Linked DNA regions of Mus musculus: all the other regions are linked to region 2. A link is a contact called in public Hi-C, HiChIP or PLAC-seq and promoter capture Hi-C data. All regions are on one chromosome and are shown on one strand. Each heading gives the region's core, a stretch centred on a gene start, on an enhancer-like site or on the middle of the called end of the contact. The rest is flanking DNA. Distances are from core to core; before and after follow the strand shown.

Evidence for each region. Promoter capture Hi-C pulls out the DNA fragments that hold promoters and counts their contacts. A called contact is a pair of places that touch in the nucleus more often than the background predicts. HiChIP or PLAC-seq counts read pairs in DNA pulled down with a chosen protein or histone mark.
Region 1: a promoter capture Hi-C map of frontonasal cranial neural crest shows a contact between it and region 2, with 2.1 times the contacts expected there. The contact joins the enhancer-like site here to the promoter of P2ry10b in region 2. A contact is called at or near these places in 5 of 39 promoter capture datasets (the C10 cell line, HPC-7-derived erythroid cells, frontonasal cranial neural crest and 1 more), 3 of 484 Hi-C or Micro-C datasets (the C2C12 cell line, embryonic fibroblasts and multipotent progenitors), 1 of 115 datasets of contacts at active chromatin or transcription factors (large pre-B cells) and 2 of 9 other capture datasets (adipose tissue and liver).
Region 3: a promoter capture Hi-C map of pre-B cells shows a contact between it and region 2. The contact joins the promoter of Itm2a here to the promoter of P2ry10b in region 2. A contact is called at or near these places in 6 of 39 promoter capture datasets (the HPC-7 cell line, HPC-7-derived erythroid cells, maxillary cranial neural crest and 3 more), 2 of 484 Hi-C or Micro-C datasets (Th1 cells and myocytes) and 4 of 115 datasets of contacts at active chromatin or transcription factors (embryonic limb bud, embryonic stem cells, large pre-B cells and 1 more).
Region 4: a contact with region 2 is called in a promoter capture Hi-C map of second pharyngeal arch cranial neural crest, with 4 times the contacts expected there. The contact joins the enhancer-like site here to the promoter of P2ry10b in region 2. A contact is called at or near these places in 9 of 39 promoter capture datasets (the 3T3-L1 cell line, 3T3-L1-derived adipocytes, the C10 cell line and 5 more), 1 of 15 datasets of contacts at CTCF or cohesin (pro-B cells), 1 of 115 datasets of contacts at active chromatin or transcription factors (large pre-B cells) and 2 of 9 other capture datasets (adipose tissue and liver).
Region 5: an H3K27ac HiChIP or PLAC-seq map of bone marrow-derived dendritic cells shows a contact between it and region 2, with 3 times the contacts expected there. The contact joins the enhancer-like site here to the promoter of P2ry10b in region 2. A contact is called at or near these places in 6 of 39 promoter capture datasets (the 3T3-L1 cell line, the C10 cell line, embryonic stem cells and 1 more), 2 of 15 datasets of contacts at CTCF or cohesin (large pre-B cells and pro-B cells), 8 of 484 Hi-C or Micro-C datasets (embryonic fibroblasts, embryonic stem cells, muscle stem cells and 1 more), 5 of 115 datasets of contacts at active chromatin or transcription factors (the 230-238 cell line, acute myeloid leukemia, bone marrow-derived dendritic cells and 2 more) and 3 of 9 other capture datasets (adipose tissue, liver and pancreatic islet).
Region 6: a contact with region 2 is called in a Hi-C map of Th1 cells, with 3 times the contacts expected there. The contact joins the enhancer-like site here to the promoter of P2ry10b in region 2. A contact is called at or near these places in 4 of 484 Hi-C or Micro-C datasets (B cells, CD4 T cells, Th1 cells and 1 more) and 5 of 115 datasets of contacts at active chromatin or transcription factors (the 230-238 cell line, CD8 T cells, large pre-B cells and 2 more).
Region 7: a Hi-C map of double positive thymocytes shows a contact between it and region 2, with 2.6 times the contacts expected there. The contact joins the enhancer-like site here to the promoter of P2ry10b in region 2. A contact is called at or near these places in 4 of 39 promoter capture datasets (the 3T3-L1 cell line, the C10 cell line, hippocampal neurons and 1 more), 2 of 15 datasets of contacts at CTCF or cohesin (large pre-B cells and pro-B cells), 11 of 484 Hi-C or Micro-C datasets (B cells, CD4 T cells, CD8 T cells and 6 more), 4 of 115 datasets of contacts at active chromatin or transcription factors (the 230-238 cell line, acute myeloid leukemia, cardiomyocytes and 1 more) and 2 of 9 other capture datasets (adipose tissue and liver).

The regions. Positions count from the first base shown.
Region 1 is chrX:106,937,906-106,941,179 of GRCm38.p6, forward strand. No RefSeq gene overlaps it. Among named protein-coding and RNA genes, the nearest start is that of Lpar4, 19 kb to the left of the region's middle. Within about 2 kb of position 1,611, at least 7 of the 459 cell types and tissues checked have an H3K27ac peak or open chromatin away from gene starts, as enhancers often do.
Region 2 is chrX:107,147,258-107,150,290 of GRCm38.p6, forward strand. P2ry10b (purinergic receptor P2Y, G-protein coupled 10B) reads left to right here and starts at 1,670. Exons shown (of 2, transcript NM_001122596.1): 1 at 1,670-1,890.
Region 3 is chrX:107,401,661-107,404,630 of GRCm38.p6, forward strand. It overlaps Itm2a (integral membrane protein 2A), which reads right to left and starts at 1,700. Exons shown (of 6, transcript NM_008409.2): 1 at 1,446-1,700. The coding sequence starts at 1,556.
Region 4 is chrX:106,896,692-106,899,946 of GRCm38.p6, forward strand. No RefSeq gene overlaps it. Among named protein-coding and RNA genes, the nearest start is that of Lpar4, 22 kb to the right of the region's middle. Within about 2 kb of position 1,525, at least 13 of the 459 cell types and tissues checked have an H3K27ac peak or open chromatin away from gene starts, as enhancers often do. A contact at or near this core is called in 3T3-L1-derived adipocytes and second pharyngeal arch cranial neural crest, where this site is marked.
Region 5 is chrX:107,010,957-107,014,287 of GRCm38.p6, forward strand. No RefSeq gene overlaps it. Among named protein-coding and RNA genes, the nearest start is that of P2ry10, 77 kb to the right of the region's middle. Within about 2 kb of position 1,630, at least 20 of the 459 cell types and tissues checked have an H3K27ac peak or open chromatin away from gene starts, as enhancers often do. A contact at or near this core is called in bone marrow-derived dendritic cells, where this site is marked.
Region 6 is chrX:107,324,720-107,327,849 of GRCm38.p6, forward strand. No RefSeq gene overlaps it. Among named protein-coding and RNA genes, the nearest start is that of Gpr174, 70 kb to the left of the region's middle. Within about 2 kb of position 1,547, at least 63 of the 459 cell types and tissues checked have an H3K27ac peak or open chromatin away from gene starts, as enhancers often do. A contact at or near this core is called in the 230-238 cell line, B cells, CD8 T cells and 3 more, where this site is marked.
Region 7 is chrX:106,986,630-106,989,776 of GRCm38.p6, forward strand. No RefSeq gene overlaps it. Among named protein-coding and RNA genes, the nearest start is that of Lpar4, 68 kb to the left of the region's middle. Within about 2 kb of position 1,317, at least 11 of the 459 cell types and tissues checked have an H3K27ac peak or open chromatin away from gene starts, as enhancers often do. A contact at or near this core is called in double positive thymocytes and embryonic stem cells, where this site is marked.

The sequences.
Region 1 (3,274 bases), core at 361-2,860, 210 kb before region 2:
TGAAGTTGGTACTTTTATTCTCTATAGAAGTAAAGGAATAGAAGACACTTGGACTTAAGAAATGTGCTGAAAGTCTTACAGTTTGTAAACTAGTACTGGTATGAAGTATACTCCATAATTAAAAGAAGAACCCAACGATCTGGAATTTTCCCCTTGGTCCAATGTGTATGTTGCTACGCTACTGCCTTCACCTCAAAGCCCACATTCACTAATTGTCTTGATGGTCATTAGAATGAAGTTCATTCTTGGTTTAGTCCTGTTGTATTTTCTGTTCCCTTTGTATGGAATACTTTCCTACCAGGTCTACTTGTGGCTACCTCTCATCATTCAGGTTCAAATGCCACCTTTTCAGATATGCTTGCTTGGTCACCCAATATATAGCAGACACCCTGAGTAAAATGTAACACTATTTTCATTTTCTTCTTAGTGCTCCATGATACCTTTTCTTTCATCTCTGATTCTTTTTCTTTGGTTGTCTAAGCAACTTCGCTAATAAACTGTCAGCTCCATGAGGGAAACCAAGTTTTTCGGTTTTTGTACATTATCCAATACAAGCAATGGTTAAGTCATACTTTTGAGAGGAATAAAATCAGAAATTCTAGAAGTCAGGTCACTGTGATGTTAGAAGCCTTGATGCACACTCTACTGCCTTTCAATTTATTCCTTGACTCTTATTTTTTTTTCTTCTTCTGACTGCAACATCATTTCCAACTCCTTTATGCCTAAGAACATGAATGTTGAAGAGAATAGTATCTGCTTTACATTCCAGTTGACAACTGTAGCTCCTAGATAAATTGTATTCACTAATCTATCTTTCTTGGTATTTTTCTACAGAATACAGCAGTTCTCAAATGAAAAGTTAAAGGAAGAGCTCAAAGAAGGGCAGGTTTTGAGTGTATTTAAAACTCTTAAGCTGTATTCAGATCCCAAGCAAATAACTCCACCTTTCCTTTCGAAGTTTCCCTGCATTTAATTTGTCCTCCCTGGCACTTGCTGACACTTGGAGTTATATATTAGACTGGAACCTTCAGTCCATATGGCATGTCACATAGCACATAAAGTTGACTACAAAGAAGGATCTTGTTACTGGTAATTCTGAAAAGCTCTCGTTCCTTTTAGCACACATTCCTCTAGTCGATTTGCAAGCTATTTCTTTACTATAAACCACTGTCTAGCCATTCAGAGAACATGTTTTTACTAAAAAGGAAGGGGAAAAAAGTAAAAGCAAGCAAGAAGGGAGGGGAAAGTGCCATGTAATTGGATGCCATCCAGGAGGCACATACATAGCCTCAACTGTAATGGAGTATAATGGCAGCCTTTTTCTAGGAGGATCTGGGGCCAATGCTCACAGTTTTCTGTTTGCAGTTATACTGTGAGAAGTCTGTGCTGGCTTCTCAAATAAAATGCACTGCTATCATCATCTGCCAAGATGCTAACTGAAAAGATCCATTATTTTTGATATTTAATACCTTATAAATTATATGGAGATTGTGTTGACCAACATGGACATCTGGAATGATGGTCAGGGATTTTTTCCCCCTAGGTCAGGTAGACTGAGTGAGTGCCTGTTCATTCATCAATGACCAATTATACATTCATGGAGAAAAGGTCTCTTCGCAGCTGCTGGTCAGCTAACCTCAGAGGAACTGGCATGGCTTGTAGTGAGGGAGGGGATGCAAATGAACAGTGCCTCATTGGAATTTATATGGAAAATGTATAGCTGCCTGTTTTCGAACAAACGTGAATTGTGAGCTGGCCAGAGCTTGAAGGACACACAAATTGTTTTTTGGTTAATCAGATGAACATGTTCTTGGAGTCCTCTCTTCTCTCTCCAGCTGTCTCTTGACTAAAGGTGCTTATCTCTTTAGTACTAACTGGAAACGACCTATTTTTCTGACCAGTCTTCCAGTTTGTATCCAGATTAGTTTCAAGAAGAGAAACATGAAGATTCAGAGATCAGTAGTGTTATCTGATTTGTCATGAAGACTTTTGGCACCACTGATAATTCGCTAGTTCTTGTTGAGCCAAAACACTTGCAGGTATATTTTGCACAGGTTCAGTTTGTTCTGGGCCATTTCTGGCTTCATGTTTAAGTTTTGTTATGGGGAGTGCCTGACACACCTCCCCCTAAAGCCGAGCATGCCTGGGGATTAGCTGTTCTCAAACTGAGATGGATTTCTATGAACTGCTTACTCTGCCTTTCCCAGACCTCTGTGACAAATGGCATGTGTCTGCTAAGCTGCAAGCTGGGGTTGAGCTACAGTGAGTGGTTAAAAAGCATGACTACAAAACTCTTTGACTGAGTTGAAGAACAGGGCTCAGCAATTAAGGCTAATAAAAAAATAGCCATCTTCACTGAATTACCAGATGGTAAATTATAAAGAAATTAAATTAATACTTCTTAAAATGAAATTATAGAGTACAAAAGCATCAGAATTGGTTAACATACTTGTTTTTGTTGACTTTAAAAAAGTTCAAACCCCAATTTAACAATCAAATTTAAGGCTTTCTGTGCTCCAAATTATGTAGTGTTCAAGCATGTTTTTGACAGTCATCATGAAAATTGCTGCCCACGTATGTGTGCATATGTGAGTGTTTAATATACATTGTATTCCTAGACTTACACATCATAATTTATAATTATGTAGACTATGTGTATGAGAAGTATGTGTACAATATGTCTTTGAGAAGTAATTTTTAATGGATTGTCAACAATATTTGAAAGAGTTTGTTGTAAGTAGAAATGCTATATCAGCCATAAATGATTGTAAGAAATACTTTTTTTTTTTTTTAGGAAAACAAGGTGTGAGGATTGATTTCCTATACTATAAGTAGGAAACTTTTTGTTCCTTTCTAGAAAGCCAAAATATTATATGAAATGTTGTATGCACTGTCAAAGTGGAAATCAACAATAGAATAGAGTAACCCTTGCTATACTTTATGCCCCAAGAGTCTATCTGGTTGAAGTCTGATCTTCAGAGTGGCAGTGTTGAAATGGTAGACTCTTAGAAGATGAAGACTAATCGGAGGCCAGTTAGAGTTGTGCCGAGAGAGAGAGAGAGAGAGAGAGAGAGAGAGAGAGAGAGAGATTAGAAATATTAAGCTAGCTCTTCTGAGTCACCTATCATGTAAGGTTTGTTATTAATTGAACAGGCCTGCTCCTCACTCTACCCCACTTTCATCTGGCTTTCTAAATTATCAGGTAATTGCTAACTTTTGCATGACTTTCCACCATTATGCTAACTGCCGCAAGTGATAACAAAGGGGATCCTTA
Region 2 (3,033 bases), core at 420-2,919:
TTGTGTAAATGTACCACATTTTTTTTGTATCCATTCCTCTGTTGAGGGACATGTTGGTCCTTTCTAGTTCTGGAAATTATAAATAAGGCTGCTATGAATGTAGTGGAGCACGTGTCCTTATTACATATTGGAGCATCTTCTGGGTATATGCCTAGGAGTGGTATAGCTGGGTCTTCAGGTAGTACTATGTCCAATTTTCTGAGGAACTGCCAGAGTGATTTCCAGAGTGGTTATACCAGCTTGCAATCCCACCAACAATGGAGGAGTGTTCCTCTTTCTCCACATCCTCGCCAGCATCTGCTGTCATCTGAGTTTTAATCTTAGCTATTCTAACTGGTATGAGGTAGAATCTCTAATGAGTCCCTCCAATTGGAGTTTGAAAGAAAAAAAAAAAAACCTGTTAAGAGATGTAGCCAGCAGTCGCCTGGTTCATCAGGTTTCAAGGGGGGCAGGGAACAAGGACTCTTATCTCTCAAGTACTGGTAATTTGAGTGGTAATTTGGTCAGAAATCTAGCCTCATGCTACCTATCTTCTGAGTCCCTGAGTGCATTTGAATGAAAGGATAATAGTCTAATTTGCTTATTACGGTGAAAAGGTGCAGAGGAAGGCACACATCCATTGCTGATTTTGGATATAATATAACCAGTCACTTCTAACTTATGCCCCTTTGGTTCCCTTGCCTTAGAGCATTGCACATTAAACTATGAGTGAGGACAAAACAAAACCGATCAAAAACTTTCTCCCATAAGTTGCTTTTGTGGGTATTTTATCACAGCAATAGGAAAGAATCTAAGATATCCAGGTACTAATTCTGGCTTTGCTTGCTTTACTTTTTAGGGTAATTACTTCTTTTTTCCTTTTGAGGCTTCATGCCTCATAGCAACATCATCCTCATTTGCTTTTCCTGATATAATATAAGAAAATAGAAACTGCTATATGAAAAGGGAAAGGTACAGAATAAAATACATTTCCAGGGATCCTCATAGTGTCTTAGTTACTGAAACTTTAAAAGAGTAAAACAAAGGTCACTAAGGAGGAACTTTCAGTTCCAAAGCTTTGCTTTTGTTTTACTTCATGTTTTTAAATGAAAGTCTGCAAGTGACTACTACCTAACCATTTTAGTGGGGCTATAAGATTACAAAATCCTAAAAGGTTGTATTTGAGATCCTTACCAATCCATTCTGAGAAACTGTAATGCTTTTCAGGCATTTCACTTCTTCTCCAGATATGCTTAAAGCTACCCTAATAATATCTTTACAATATAATTTTAAGAACTTAATGTGTTACTATTGTTTAAGTATATGAAGACACAATTCTTAACCTCAAAGAAGACCACAAATCACACATTAGGTCATCTCTTTTATGTGACCTTACTAATCACCACCTTTTTGGTGATTTCAAATTCTTCCATTTGGGTGACCAATAAGATTTGTCCTAACTCCCAAAGAAGTTTTTATTATTACCATTGCTTAATTCCTAAAACAGACAATATGGCAAAATGTAGCTAATTTGGAAATATTGACCTCATATAGCCAGCCTGAAAATCATATGTGACTCAGACATATGCCTGCATGCTCATAGAAAGGGGGGGAAAAAAGGAAGAAGAAAGATGATGATAGAATAAGTTGGGCGTGTGCATAGCAGGAAGCTCAGTGCATTCTTGACACATTCTCTTTCGAAGTACCATAGCAAAGGCACATGACCGTTTATGTCTTTAGATGGAAACATTAGCCATTGTAGTCATGGGATGTAATGATATCTAGAAGCACAGTATCTTTTATAAGTTTAGGAAACTGTGGTGTAGTTAGCTAGATAGTAGCCTTCTGAGTCCTGGGAATGGATTTCTCTAAGAAGTAGATGCCGGAAGATTGCAGCAGAAAGAAGCCATGGTAAGGAATTAAATATGATGGGAAAAAATGGGGAATCAATATAAAATTGATACTTACTGCTTTCTGTAAAAACGCAATTAGGATTTTATAAACATAAGAATTGATTTTTCAATGGTAAATAAAATTCTAACAGTTAAACTGGCTTTTTGCATAGCCCACAATTTAAATGTTCAGAATAGACTGAGACAACGACTGTAATACGTGGCAAATTAAAGTCAGATACTCTGTTCCTGATTGAAGAAGTGTACAAATCATGGAAACTCTGAATTTATCAAAGCCAAAATTTGAATTTACTTTGCCCACAATATCCTCTGAGGCAAAGGCTTTCCCAAACAACTGAGTGATGCTGACAGACAGTTCTACCTCCCATTAGAGGTAAACGATTTTGTTTTTTTTTCCTGTTTTGCTGAATAAACTACGTTACTTCCTCTTCTAGCTGTAAAAGCCTGCAGTTCACTACAGGATATCTGGGTAGAAAGGGTAAGGTTCTTGGCTTTCTCTTCATACATTCAAAAATAGAACTAAAAAGCCTCTGTGAATTGAAAACGACAGTGTGATTTTCTGCTGCTTCCACTGAAAACTTAATTCTGAGTCTGCTAATATCTTACCTTTGGGGGGATATATTGTTATGAAGAATGGAGACTTCAGTGAGGTAATATCTATTTATAAGTTTAAGTGGTTAAAATGTTCGCTGAAACTGCTGCATGCTTTCTGAGAGGAAATGTGGCTGTCTAGATAGAAAGCTCCTTTCTCTACAATTTAGCATGCCACTGACAAAAACCAGGGGTTCAGACTTGTAGTAAACATTGCTTCTAACAATTCTGTGTTAAAATTGAGATTGTGGTTCATTAAATGCATTTTTGTTAGTGTGAGCCAACGGGAGAAAATAAACTTACAATTTTAAACCCATGGTTTGTGTCAACCAAATTAAAGCAGCATTCAAGTAGTAAATGCATCTAAGTGCCTTAATCTTTTCATAAGATGAGACTTGACATGTTTTCTCAGATTGGGACATTTTCCATGCATGCATTTTCCGGTGGGATGTGATGGCTTCAAATAGCACAAAAGGATTTTCATCAAGCCCTAGAACTTAGCACAGCTGTCGAGTCTCAATGGGGCTGATTCTCAGCTTACGATGAACAT
Region 3 (2,970 bases), core at 450-2,949, 250 kb after region 2:
AAAATATAATCAAGTGAAAGGTTTGTTTTTATTTAGTCCCCATCACACCACAGGACTGGCAGAAGTATTACATATTAATTGAATCTTTCTACAAGTCATGAAGTTTTTGGTGGCGAGGGGAAAAAAGGATTACTGTGTGGCTATTTTTAACAACTGGCATCTCCTTAGACCTCCCCTCAAATCTGGCCGTGTTTCATTTACAAAGTTAGTAGGAAGACAACTACATATTTTTGACCTTGTGTCATTTAATTAAAACCTCAACAATGCAAGGGGGGTGTTACTTTTGAGTTCTAAAATGTGTGATACACAAAAGCTAGTTTGATTGCAGTTAAATATCGGAAGTTTCCATGATGAAAGTTCTGCGGCAGCGCACATTGGCATTCCAAATTGTATGCATAATTATGTTTTACTATATGCATTCAGATGTCACTCAAAGCACTTTTCAAATATCCAGTCTGAACCTAGAAGAGAAAACTCTCTAAAGACACCAGGACAAGTTAAGGCAGATCGAGCTCCAGTACTGCAGATTCCACAGAAGTAGAAGAAAATATTATCACTTTTTCAAACTAAGATTTAACTGAGGAAAAAGAGTTTATCGACACTACAAACATGGTTGGCATTAAAAGGAAATATAAATTTGTCTAGATGAACAACCTAGGAAGAGAGAACTTCTCCAGTGCCTGGAAAATGAATTGTTTAAATAGCAACATGGATATGCTTCACATGGCTATATGAGGGATATTGCTAAAAAAATAATAAAAAGTAAAAAATAATAACAACCAAAACAATAAGATCTCAAATTTTATTTTTAAACGTGATTTATCAAGAATTAAAACCAATATATGTTTTAATAGCTCCATTATCTAACCCTTAACACTAACTAAAATTGTGTGTGTGGGGGGGTGGTGTGCGCGCGCGCGTGCACAGACACACACGCGCGCGCGCGCGCGCTCATGCGCGTGCAGAAACACACTTTCCCCAGAACATACAGTTTGGAGTTCAGGCTGCCCCTTGCCTCCATTCAACCGCCACAAAAGCAGTCCTACAAAGACAGAGATTCATATAACTTTACCCATGTCAAAAATAAAGAACAGTTAAGTCTCTTGCCCTTGTTCACTCCGTGTGGCTGCTCGGCCCCTGTAGCTATAATTGCTTCTCTGGATAATTCCATAACCCATTTCTCAGAACAAATGACATGCAGGAATTTCTTCAAACTCCTTCCAACAACTTCCCTGGGGTAGGTGGTGTTAAGCGATAGAATCGCATGGATGCAGAGGGAATAAGTTGAAGCAGAGTAAAAGGTGACCCACTCAACTCAATGCAGATTGGCCTGCCTGGAACTCCGCTGCAGGGCAGCCAACAGTTTACTCTCTGCACCTGCATATTCCCCCTTTTCTCTCCATCCCCAAACCCCAGAAGACAGAGGTGGGCCCAGTGGGAACTACCTTGCCAGTCAGGATTTGAGCTCGGACAGTGCGACTGACGAGCGCCTCTACATCTTGCCGCGCCTCCTCCTTTTGCACCGCCGTAGGGGTGTTGAAGGCGATCTTCACCATGGTGAATCTTCGGGCTGCGCGGTAAGGCGCGGCTCGAATCAGTATCTTGGGCTGCAGGTTGAAAGAGGAGAGGATCGCGCTTGCTTGAGCAGCACTTAGTGTCTCCTCTCCCAGTCTTCCACAGGCAGCAGCGAGCTCAGGTCTGGGCTTACTTATGACGCAGTCCCAGGCTGGGTGGGAGAGGGTGGGCGGGGCCAGGGAGGTGCTGAGGGAGGAGCGGGAGGGGGCCCGAGCTCTGCAGTGCAACCGAGTGGGGGTGGGTAGCTGCTTAGTTGGAAAGAGAGGGGAACTGGAGCTGATGGCCGGCTTAGGGTAGACATGCCTCACCTGCACCCCAGGCATGCTCCTACTGCCTTCTGCACCCTCAGATAAGAGCAAGGCAGGAAGGAAGCTTGCCTGTCGTGTCTTTCTGCTTCTGTCTGGACCACAATAGCCCCTGACTCTGTTTTCCCAAACTTGGGCCTGGCCCCCCGCGGGGCCAGGGACTGTAACTTGGAGCCAACCCAAGGTTTCTGAGTTCTGCAACCCACCCAGGCCAGAAAGCACAGTTCCCTGACTGTTCTACACCTTTAGACTATCTTCCGTTTAAAGAACACCCAGAAGTCAGTTTGTAGTTGCTTGTTTCATAGTCCAACATTGTTTTTCCTTTCATGCTTTTTGTTTTCTTTTATAATTTTATTTTTCCAACTTAAAGCAATGTTAGATGAGGAAGACGGGGCTTTTGTCTCCCTAACTCCTCATTTTGCAGACAGGACATGATAAGATCCAGAGAAGGGAGGGTAGAAAGCTCTTTCCTAATGAATCAGTGAAATAACCCAGATTTCTTTCTCCCTGATCGGGATAGCCAGAGTAAGGTCTCAGCCCAGAGCCTGTTTCTCTTCAGCCACCAGCTGTGTAACCAGCGGGGGGTGGGTAGGGGGAAGCAGGGGTGTGTGTACCTATGTGTTCAGGGATGTAGGGCATACACAATATAACCAGATGCTGGTGTGGCTCTCATAGGAAAACTATCTGACGGACTGGCTTACAAAGCATTGTGAAGATTTACATGGATATCCGTCTAGTAGAGTTAAAGTGTTTCTTCAGTCAGCTCTCTTAAACTGGTGACATAAAGAGCCTAACTAATGAAATTCAAGCTGTGGTGGCTGGTGATTTAGAGTTGGTGGTAGAGAGTTTATAAATAGTCTTGCTACATAAAACAGAATAGAGGTCTGTTGTATGAAGGGAGCAATACAAAACAAAGCCCCAACAAAACAAAACAAAACACCGTTTTACTAGAGAATTCCCCACCTACTCATCAACTTAACTGAACAGACTTGAATATGCTGAGTTGCTTCCCTTCTGTCCAAGAAATTCTAACTTGGAGTTTTTCCCATGGAGATTGTTTTGCCTCTAAAGCCCTCTCCTGTCTTGACTG
Region 4 (3,255 bases), core at 275-2,774, 250 kb before region 2:
CTTCATATCTTGTTCCATGGGATATTTTAATAAGTCTTCAAAGAGCATTTATTTTAGGAAGTTTAATTTTACCACCAAGAGAGTCAAAGGTCTTCGTCTTAAATAAGATTGCTATGGTTTGGTGTAAATGGGTAAAACTGGACATAGTACCTCTTTTATGTAAACTTACAGTCATGCTTCTGACATTTTAGTCATAGATTCTTTAAAATGCTCAGACAACCTATATTCTATGATAGCTATGGTCTCTTAAAATATTTCCCTCAACACATTTCTCTTTTTAAAAAACTCACATATTAATATCAAAATTAGCTCTTTGTATCCCCCCAGCAAAAAGTGCAAGAGTCGTAGTCAAAGTGCTTCTTTCTTGAACAGCTGTTTCACAGAACTCTAATGTTTGTTCCCTTTGAAATCCTTGTCTTGGTCTTACTTTTTAATTAGATAAATATGATCAAATTACAAAATTTGGGGCTAAAATGGAGAGAGAGACATTCAGAACATTTATGCTTTGGAGCATAAAATCAGAGCAGAGTTTTATAATGAGAAATGATAGAATATCAATATATGTGTATAAGAGAGGAGGGTCACCATTTAATAAATAAGAAACATTAGCACAGATAATCTGTTTGAGAAGTCCTGACAAATTCTTGTTTAAGAAGTCCATTGTTTGCTGAGTCCTGGTAAGTTCTTGTTAACAGAGTCCTGGTAAATTCTTGTTTTCCAACAGTGAAGAAGATCAGGACAAATGTGACAAACCATAATTACACTCCAGCTTCTGTAGTATAAGGTTTTGTCCCTGAAAACAGAAGATGTAGCTATTATACTTTATGCTGCCATAAACTAAAGTTAGGAAACTTAAAATCATTGGAAACACTCCCACGCCAACAGAAACATTTATAATTTTAAACCACTTAATAACAAGGAACTAGAATCAGTAGGTATGGGAAATTTATTCATAACTAGGGGATCAAAGACATTGTATATGTTCTTTATGGAAGACAGAGCAATTATTATGAATGCAAATGTTTGTGGGTATCAATACAAGATTCTCTTTGCTGATATGATTCAGAGGTCTGAAGGGAGCCTCTATGGGTTGGAGATTGGCAGACCTTAAGTTTTCTGTGTTCTCTGTTCCGTGAATAAATATTTCTACCCTACCGGCCCCTCTCTACTGTTGTAAAATCACAGCCTACACATGGTGAACAGCTATGTGGACAAGAAGCTGTGGGCTTCCAAACTGAGGAGGGAAGCAGCTGCCCTCTAGAGGAGGGCTGGAAAGGAGATTAACTGAGATTTCTTTTCAGGGCAGGCTGCACTTTGGGACCCTCAGCAACTTGATAGCTTCCAAATGTTCTTTGTGTTCCTTAGAGTAAAGGGTCTTTGAGGCAGAGCCAGACCCAGAGCCATACACAAAAGGAAATTATTAAATACATACTTCCCCTCATTGTGCCTCAGCCCCTTCCCCCACCCAGGCTGAATTGGCCAAGATTAGTTGCAAGAAATACCTTAAAAACAATGGCAAAACTGGACTAAAGAGCACTGCAGGGAACTAACTCAGAGTAGAAACCAGTCATTTAAGCCTTATGAACGCTGTACTTGTGTGGAAAACTGGCAGGTATGTAGCCAAAAATGTTCAGGGTTTGGTTGCAGAGGCAATAGTCACCTGAATTTTATATCCGAAACACCAAGAAATGGCCTTGTGATCAATCAAATTGTTTTTCTTTGGAGCTCCATTCCTTTCTTCCTTACTTAATCTCTTAGGCCAGCAGCCACATCCTGTCTTCTCCCTTCCTCCCTATTCTGGACTCCATTTCAATGACACTCATAAGCATTTTCCATTCTTTTGACTCCTTCACCTTCCATATCACAGCTTTGGCAATCCCTGCCCAGTCCTGGCTCAGTTTTGTGGTCCACTTTGCCTGTTCTTGTTCCCAGGCTGCTGAAGACCTATCTGGGGAAAATTGCATATCCATGCTCATTGGCTCCACTACAAATACATGCTTTTCAACCTCAGCTGGACCCTCAACTCTTATCCTTAATCCTTTTCTCATCCATATCTGGCTCCTGCTAGTGTTTCCCACAGCAGCTGTTCCAAACCTTCATTTCTTTTCTCAGAGCCCCACTTTTGGCTTCTTCACTTTAAGCAGATGACCTACATTTCTAGTTCTTTTAAAACTTCCATAAGGTGACAGCCCTCTCCCATCTTCTCAGCTAATGTCCTGATAACCATTCATCTTTTACCATTTCCTCCCCTGTATTGTATCTGTGTGTTCTCACAGATAAGAAATTTGTTACAGTATCAAAGATTTTGGAACAAACACCATTTTTTTATTTCTTCTCTTTACACCCAAATCTTTATTTGCCCCATTTCTTTTTGTATCCGGATTTATTGAAGCAATGATTAGTGTAAGACATTGATAATAATTTACCATCAACTTACTTCTCAACCTATTTCAGCAGTTGGCTTCCTGATTTTGATTAGGCTTTCCACAGAGTCATAAAAATCAGTAATCCCCTTACATTTCCCCCCATCTAGCTTTGTTTTCCATAAACAATCATGCTCAGTGCTTGCAGCTGTGACATTAGTCACCAAGAAGATCCCTGCTCTCCAGTATTTCAAACTCAGTGGTCACTTCTCTTGTTCTCTTTGCTTTTGTGGATTTATGGTTATGAAAATACATTATTATTGCATCAATGTGTTTTCAGTGTAGAAGCAAATTGGATCCTTCAGGTTGAATCAGGGATATTTCTTTAGATCTGACTCCTTTCTACTGCTCCTATTATCCTGCCTTCCTCTTTCATGGCAATCTCTCAGAAAACTGCTTTCAGTTTCCTGCCTCATTCTATTCTATCTGTTCTCCTTGAGTGATAAGATTCACCCCATTCATTTAAAAGATTCTTTTCTATTTTGTTTTGTTTTGATTGAGAAAGGGTTTCTCTATGGAGTCCTAGCTATCTTAGAACTATATAGACCAAGTTGGCCTCAAACTCACAGTGATATGCCTGCCTCTCCCTCCCAAGTGTTGGGAATTAAAGGCATATTCATATCCATGCCCAGATAAATGTGTCTTTTAAAAACATAGCTTAAAGCCAGGCAGTGATGCCGCACGCCTTTGATCCCAGCACTTGGGAGGCAGAGGCAGGCAGATTTCTGAGTTCGAGGCCAGCCTGGTCTACAGAGTGACTTCCAGGACAGCCAGGGCTACACAGAGAAACCCTGTCTCAAAAAACCAAAAAATAAACTAAAATAAAAAAAGA
Region 5 (3,331 bases), core at 380-2,879, 140 kb before region 2:
AATTATGTTAACTAACACTATGACTTACATAGAATATTCACTTTTCATAATTCATTATTTAATAAGTATTGATTGAACATTTGCTATGTTCCACATGGGGAATTAGGTGACAAAGCTCTGAACACAATTGACAAAACCATTATCCTCCAGGGTACTTATACTAGGGCTATGCACATTTCTCCTTTTCTGCCATTCAGTTTCTAGGTTTTCCATTATAATAACACTTGACAACAAGCCATAGAGAACAGTGATAACATTGGGTGACTAATTAGTGTTATATTAAGAGGGAACACAGATTATTTCAGATAGGAAATAATTATGAAATAAAATTTCTTTTACTATTTGAACCTGTCTTAATTTATTGGGAGTGAAGGTACAATAGATAGTCTTACATAATTTATATTCATCAGTCTCTAACTGCAGGGCAAATGGAGTTTTTAAAAATTCTCACTGGGACTGCCATTATTGTTTGATGGCATCTGAGAGAAAGAGCCACATGCAATGATGCTTACAGATTGGCCACTTCTCGAGAAAGTTATAACATTGGTGACATTCTATTTTTAATGGCCTTCTCTTCTCCTCTTCTTATAAAACAATCCTAAACTTGAAGTTAGCCCAGAACTTTTGTCCTCTAAGTGTTATGAAATTCCCTATACATGAGTTACAGAACAATGAAATATGAATTCCGCAGGTTGCTTGAGGCAGTCTGTCTACCCCAAAATCCTCACTGTTCTCTGTAATACCTTTTCTCCTCTAGGGCCATAATATATATTTCTAAAGTATTCTCTGTCCTCTTCACACAAAGGGACATTGTCCTGAAATGCAATATAGTTGATATATGAAAGTATAAACTAAAGGACATGAGCCTTTTCCTGATTCTGCCACTAACTAGATGTATAATTTGGACAAACTACTTCCTTTTTGTGGCCTTAATTTCTCAACTATAAAATGAGGGGGTTGAACAAGATAATTCTTCGAACTCCTTTCCAATTTAGCATTCCAGGATTCTAGTGAGATGGATCAGCAATAGATTCTGGCTTGGCCTGGCATAATTGTGTATCAGTTATCCATGGTGACAAAATGTATACAAATTATAGGGATAATCTGCTGCATTTTTTTAGAGATTAGAAGTTTCTTCACTACTTTTGAAGGAGTTCTGGCTCTTGAGGGTCAGAATTTAAAGTATGGAGTTAATGAGTGCAAGGTCAAAAGGGCTATTTACCACATGAGTCAATTTGTTTCCTGGCTATAGTCTATATATTAACAGCCACCCCTGTCTGCCCTCAAGTCATTCCACCAATATAAGTTTCAAGGCAAGCCTCAACATGATTGTCTGTGCACTTAACTGCTCATTCTCAAAAGCAGGAAAAGAGCTTAACTGACTTATAGGAAACAGAATTTTTGAGAAGATGAAGGTAGCATAATCATAATCAGTAGAGGTCACCATGACTTGTAGAGGTGACTCTCTGTCTAACATCAACCATCAAGCACATTACAAGAACAGTCAGCAAAAGACCAGCCAGAGAAATTATCCAAACGCCTCTGCTTTGTCAGTTGGAGGTAGTACCTCTGACAACCATGAGCCTAATTAAGGCCTGGAGAAGTGAAGATGAGAGAACTGTTTGTAGTGAAAGCCATCTGGGTTTTGTTTCTAGTTTTGAACACAAAACATAACGTTCCCAGGCATTTTGGATAGGTCTGCCAGATGCTTGAGACTCCTTTTTTTTTTATATTTTTATGTAAAATAGTTAAACGAGAATGAGGAATGAAACCTTCATCCTCTGTACTGTGAGGATACATTTGGTTGCCTAACAGGGGAAGTCTAGCACACTGTGGGTACAACTGCATCATCAGTGACAGTGTGATACAAACCAGTGATTTTCAGGTGTGGTCAGTGTGGCTAGCTGAGGTCATCAAAGTTCCTCATTGTGAAGAGGGTTTATTTTTTTTTTTACCTTTGAAAAATAAGTAATGGCTTGACTGAACTACTCTTTATCGCTAAAGTGGATTCATTAGTAAGGATATCCCAGGCAGCAAGGTTTCTTAGCAGAGACTTCTCCAAAGCAAAGCAAATAAAGAGGGAAGAAGCAAACAGAGAAGAATGAGGTCATCAGAACAATCGTGTGCACCTCTAGAGAGTACTATGACCAAGGTGAGAAATGCCATAGAGAGGGTGCCATGAAATATGGAAAACTGGAGGAAAGTAATCCCCAGCACAAGTCATGTGGATTAAAGTTCAAACATATGAATTGTGTATCTGCCATTTACTACCTACTTAGCTTTAGGAACATCACTTAAGTACACTGAGGCTTGGTTCTCTCATCTGAATTCACATACAAATGCTAGCTCCATCTTGTTTCAGCTCTAAAGGTTTAGGATTACTTGCAGTTTTCTTTGTTTCAAATCTACTCACTTTGTTTCCAGGCCTGTAATAGAACTCATACTGGAGACTTACCATGCATATACATTGAAGATAGGGATCACAGAAAATAACTCTTGTTTTCAGTTGGGTATGGATTTCAGCTCTTGTTGCTTCCTTAGTTTTACTCAAGGAAGATACACACACACTTATGAAGAAATAATTTAAGTATAGTGAAAGGAACTTTGCACTTGAGTGCTTCAAAATCCTAAGCTCAACGAAATAAGGTATACCATGACCGCACTGCAAAGCACATTGTACACTAGAAAGCTGAGGCTAAGATTAATGATTTTTCCCAAGGCTGGTCAACTAGAGAAGGTCAGAATGAAGATCTTAACCTGGAGCTGGGTGACCTCCAATCCTCTCCTCTTTCCACATTAATTTACTGGAACTTGTGAGGTAATAAGGGCTTTAAATTTTGCTTTTATTTTACTGGTTATGTTTTGGGGTATTGAGAAGTGGAACCCAGAAAAGTTCAGTGACTTACTCCAGTGTGTGCCAAAAACAAAGAAACAAATGGATACCAAACAAAAACAACAACAACAACATCCAGAGAATTTTGGAATTTTCCTTGTTTACTTACTATACTTACTATCACAGTAAATTCACATCCCTTGCCAGCACACTGGCAATATTAGCAAAACATCAAACATAGAACACATGACTCCATTCCCCACAGCACATACTCCAATAGATACTGTGGATACAATTTGATTGATTGAGGGCAATAAAGCAATGTTTAACTCACAAAATGGTCTTAGAAATACCTAACTTGCTAGATAAAGAAAGATCAACATCTGAAAAAGAATCTGGTAGCCATGGAGAACAGAGCGCTGCAAAGGAAATGAGCTATAAAATATTCAGGGCAAAAGAGATGAATGATAGGAAAGTGCCTGATGGATTCATTCACAA
Region 6 (3,130 bases), core at 297-2,796, 180 kb after region 2:
TTGTGGATAGGAAACTGGGAAGGGAAATAACATTTGAAATGTAAATCAATAAAATAAACAATAAAAAACAATTGGTGAAGAAATTTTAGTAATACAGACACTCATTTACTCTGATATAGGTGTGAAATAAATGATGTGGATTTTGCTTTAAAGTTCACATCAGCCCATGAAAGGAGCATACACTTACTTGCTAGCTTCCATAAGTCTGTAATCACCTATAAGCATTTATTGTCACCCATGATTTCTTATGGTACTCTAGAGGCAACCATGTTCCCTGGAAACTGGTATATCAGAATTTTTTGAAATATTTAAACCTCATACTCATCAATTTAGAAATAATTCCAAAATAGAGAATAAAAGTTATTTGCCTACACTGGATAGTGATAAAGATGATGATCATGATTATGAAGAAGAACAAGATAACAGTGGTGGTAGTATTTAATATTTAAACCTTACTATCCTGCTTTGGACCAAATATATCATAATTCATTAAATTTCCACATGGCCACATAAGATGTATGGCCTATTGCTATAAAAATTTTATAAAAAGAAAAATATTGATACAAAAAGGAAATTAAGTAAAATTTCCAGTACACTACTTATTTGTACAAACAACTACTAGTGATCTGAGCTGTAATTAAGATCCTTGGCAGTCTGTCTGAGCCTAGCAGGTGGCCTGAGGGAACACCTTAGTTAGTGCTAGTGCTTAGTTAAACCAGAACTCAAAAAGAAGTTCTTAACTACATGACTATTGTTTTTCCTCTCCTGTGTTTTGGCCAAATCAGAAGTTTCCTTGTACTACCAAAGAAATGTGGTGACTACTTTTAAAGGTTTATGTGCAAAGATAATGGTGTTTTTCTAGAGATAAGTGTGTTGATGCAGGCTGCAGCCAGCAAAATCTGCTTAACACACAGAATCCTTAGAACCACACAACTTCATTAAGGGAAAAGCATTAAATCAAGGGGATGAGTCTGTTGGGGGAAGAGTTTAAAGTTGACTTTTAGTCAGAATGACCACTTGACATACACAAAAACATGTCATTTGTCATTGAAGAAGAAAGCCAGAGCTAGAACAACTCTTTTGTGAGTTGGTTTCTGTATGTCTCATCTCAAGATCTCTTAAGCGGCTGTTTCCAAAGACACCCACACTTCAGTTTCCCAGCTTAACCACATTCAAACAAGAACACAGGTCTCGCTTGCGGCAGCTGTGAGGTGTTGTACCATGTGTCTAACAGGCATGGCTTATCTGCCTTCTATGTATGCAGCAGGGTTTAGGTTTGCATTTTTTTTAATGTAATGAGACATTACCTGAAAGACTCCTAGGAGTTACAAATCTAAAAATAAAAAGAAAGAAACACACACACACACACACACACACACACACACACACACACACGCGCGCGCACACACACAGTGATCTACAGGAAGCAAGGCAAAAATGGAAAAAGAAAGAAGAAAGGAGGAGCAACTGTTTTATGTCTTGGGCTGTTGGGTGGGGGTGGTGCTTGACTGTTCCACAAGTGCAAAATGAAAGCGCTTGCTTTTATGCTCTGGCTTTGGGTCTCTGGGGACCCACAGGGGAAGGTGGTAGATATTGTGTGGGAGTCTGTGAATACACTGAAGAAGTCTAAAAAAAAATCAATGAAAACTTAAGTCATGAGACTTCCTCTCCTCTCCTCTCCTCTCCTCTCCTCTCCTCTCCTCTCCTCTCCTCTCCTCTCCTCTCCTCTCCTCTCCTCTCCTCTCCTCTCTTCTCTTCTCTTCTCTTCTCTTCTCTTCTCATCGACCTCCTTTTTCACTCTCTAAAGTATTTGTACATACCCAGAATAGAAAATATAATGGGTTACGCACACCTCCCTGAATAAACAAATGCACAAGTGTGGAAGGATTTCTTTAAATTCAATGTAATCAAATAAAAATTATCCCAGACACAGGTGAAACCTGATTTCATGATGAAAAATTCTGTGTGTGAAAGGCGTACAATCATCAAACTTATGAGTTGGGGGGGGGAGGGTCTATCATTACATTTTACAGATAAAAAAAATAGAGGCATAAACATTGTACAACTTGACAGAAGTCACAACTGGGAAAAAAATGAAAATCAATTTTTGACCCCAGACAATCTACCAAGGTTGGGGCTTTTAGCCACTACAATTAATAATGACTCTGAGTATGAGTACAGGAGGAAAAAGTTGAGTACTAATCTATCTTGAGGTTTTGTTTTCCTCTACTACATCTGGTGGAACCTTTTGTTGTTTTGGTTTTTTGTTTGTTTGATTGTTTGGGTTTTTGATACTGTCTTTTGTCTGTGGATAGGTAAGTTGGATGTAAGATATTGGAGATCTTTTATATTTAAAGTTAGTGTAAATAGGCGTGTTTAAAAGCCATCATTATTTACTGACGCAATGAAAACTTTATAACAAACTATTCAGCAGCAGACTATTCCTTTGGCTTTAGTCATTAACTGTTAAAACAATGCATGGTCTGGAGCATACATTGGAATGTACTTCTTCAAAAAGAGAAAAGTGATGTTCAGAATCTTTTTTGGATAGCACTACTTCAACCACGTTTTCCTGGTTTCGTCTTAGTTATTATGCCCTGCCACAGAGAAACAATCCTGTATCCTACAAAGGGCTAAAACCAAGTTTTGACTGCTAGTGTACAGTTTGCTGTTGCCAGAATAAAGTATATTTTTACTTTTATAATCTTACACTTGCATATTGTATTGACATCATTTCCACTTTTTCAGGTTTCCTTTCCAATTTCTATAATTTCTTGTTTATTTCTTAGTATGTTTTGCCCAGTGAATTTTTCCTCAGCTGGTGGAGCCTCTACAAATTGTCATGTCCCTTCTTAAAGGTAACTCTGGACAAGAAAAATCTTATCACTTTTCATCAATTTTTTTCTTCAAAAATTACACTCAAGGAAATTGGAAATGTGTGAACTAAGCATGTTTACATTTTCATTTCAATACTTACCAAGGAAATACAGTAAAGTTACAGATAAAATGAAAACCTAGAGACAGGCAATTAATTCTGCTAGAAATTTTTTCTATTTTTATTACAATTGTAATGTACAAAGTAGTTAGGGTAAGCTGCCATTGTTTAAGGGTCAGCTTCATTGTTTACTAC
Region 7 (3,147 bases), core at 67-2,566, 160 kb before region 2:
CACACATATAAAGACAAAACCAGCCATTGCATTGAAAGCTAAATTTCCTGCTAAAGAGCTAAATAAATACAGCATTTGACTGAATAGCACAGCACTGAAACTCCATTGGATGGTTCTCAGTAACTGAGATTTAATTAGTATCTAAGGAAACAAGAAATTCCTGTTTGAAAAAAAAAATCAAATGAAACGGAAAAAACAAATTACAATTGCTGTGCACAATTTTCCTGGCATGGTGGCCCCTGAATAAATGTGGTGCTATGACCCAGACCTCTTTCCTCCTTATGTGTGTCTGCTTCTCTTTCCTTCCTCTCAGTGAATATAGTTTAAATAAAGAAACATCTGCTGCACTCTGAAGCAGGGAGGCCAGCTTTTAACAGACAAAGGAGAAAAAAAAATTAAGCACTTGCACAGATGTGTACAGTACAGCTTGCACGGTCTTTGCCAGATCCAACCAGTCAACTGATGTTAGGCACTCTCTGAAAGAAGCAACTTACATCTTCTCTCACTAATTGAGAAAGTACGAGGAGAGTTACTTTGTAGTAAAGGTATTGATCTTTGGCATAGAAAAGAGTGGGTTTCTGAAGAATTGTTTTATGTATAAAGACTTTGTAACTACCATGTATTGAGCACTGATTAGATATTGTTCTAAATATACCACACAATGATGACATTTCATTCTTATAGGGCCATAATATGAAGATGTTACTGGGCTGATTTTAAACCTTGGAAAATGAAGCTAAAAGAAGTTACATCTCCTTCCCAGTGTGCCACCCTTAGAAGTCAGAAATCTGCTAAACAAACTTGCTATTCCAAAGTTTTACTATTCCACTTAGCACATCACTTTAGGAATAATAATTTTTGATAATTCAAATGTCCTTAAATCAAATATTATTATTTATGCTACCAACTTCCTTAAAATACCTTTTCTATTTATTTATTTATTTATTTATTGAAAATAATTGTGGAGACTTCCTCTTAGGACCAGATCATTTAAACCCAATTATCTTCTTATTTTTGCAAAATAGAATTAAAAATCTTAGGAATTTCCCTAAAGACAACCAGAAGATGACTCTAAAAGGTGTTTAGAAAGACCAAAACTAGTTTAGAATACTATTATTTAGTAGCGAATTAGCCCAATGTTATCTTACAACATAGAAACAGAACGGAAAAAAAAAAAAAGCCACAGTGGGCCCAGTGCTTTCCTTTATCAAGCCAGAATCTGGGTGGTATTTGGGCAGGCCTTAGCATGCTCAGGAGAAATGTCTCTACAAGCCTTGCCTTTCGGCTGGGCTACCATTTGATATGTAATTTTTGCTATGCTGGAGACTTTCTTACCCAATAGAAAGAGAATTACAATGACAAAGGCGCCTGGCAAATTGGAGACCCAGCTACAGGGGGGCGCCTCTGAGCAGGAAGAATTCAGCAGAGACTGAATTCCTGAATCTAGAGACAAAGGAGCTAGCTATAAGCAATGAAATTGTTGGGAGGGGTTCAGTCATAATATGATTATTGTCTGGCAAGCCACTCTTTCTCCTTTTGGTCATTAACATCTCCTTTCTACCAAAATCATCTTATGAGCTGAATTAGGGGACAGGTATTAAAAAGTGATAAAAATTAAAAATAAAAGAGATAAAAGGATTTACAAACATTCAAAGTTAGTTAAAATAATAGATTAATGTCTAATTAAATAAACTATATATCATACTAAAAATCAAGAAAATCATAACTTTAACTTGAAAAAAAAATACTTATGAACTAACCAGTACCCCGGAGCTCTTGACTCTAGCTGCATATGTATCAAAAGACGGCCTAGTTGGCCATCACTGGAAAGAGAGGCCCATTGGACTTGCAAACTTTATATGCCCCAGTACAGGGGAACGCCAGGGCCAAAAAGTGGGAGTGGGTGGGTAGGGGAGTGGGTGGGAGGGTATGGGGGACTTTTGGGATAGCATTGGAAATGTAAAGAAGGAAAATACCTAATTAAAATATTAAAAAAAAGAAAAATACTGACATCACCACCTAGATGCAGAATTTAGTTGACAATTATATTTAAGTGGGTGCAATAAAAAAAAACTTTCAACAATTGTAATTTATCTTCAAAAAAAATGAAACATATAGAAAATCTCAACAAAAATTTAATGTTGCCACATATTGAGTATGTGTGTACCATTGCAGTGAATCACTTACTACACTTTCATAGTTTTTTTTTAATCTTTCTTCAAGAAAGGCATCTATGGTGCTGGAGAGATGGCTCAGCAATTAAGAGCACTGACTGCTCTTCCACAGGTCCTGAGTTCAATTTCCAACAACCACAAGGTGGCTCACAACCATCTGTAGTGAAATCTGGTGCCCTCTTCTGGTATATTCAAAGACAGCGACAATGTACTCGCAAATAAACAAACAAACAAACAAACAAACAAATAAATCTTTTTTAAAAGCCTCATTAATTGATTTTATTATAATTTAAGTAGGGGAAGGTACATTTACTGTAAGCCTTAATGCATCCCATACAAAGCAGTTTTACTCATTTGAATTACCAGCATGATAATGCTTGATTTTGCCTTCCATGGTGAGCAAAAATATTAAATTACACTAAATAGTGTAAGGAAAATATGTAGGTGTGAAAGTGCCTAGACAACAGTTAAAGGGAACAATGAGACAAGGAGACCAAAGAATGAATTGAGGAGTAATTGAGGAAGCTCAAATCACAAAGTATCTTATTAGGATCTTGATAAGGGGGCACAAAGGGAAGCTGGGGGACTAGCATGGAGTTTTAATGAAACAAAGTTGTCAGAAAGCAGACAGGAAGAAAAAGAGGGATGGAGGGAAGGAGAGAAGAATGTTGGCTATTATGGGTTCCTGATTCTCTTTCTCTCTTATTAGCAGTTCTTCACATTTACCCATTTATATGTATTCACCCATACATTCATATATCAGTTTCCTAGAGTACCTTCCTTAACACTAGCTGCAAAAACATGCTCTCTAATATCTTTCTTTGGTTATCAATCATCTTACAAAGGCCAACTCAGAACAGTCTTAATTTCCCCAGAAACCTTTCTTGAAACCCTCTTCAACTTAGTTTTCCTCTTATTGTGAGAAGGCAGTGACTTCTGTCTGCTCTCAAAATCCTTTTTGTATATCTTGTTA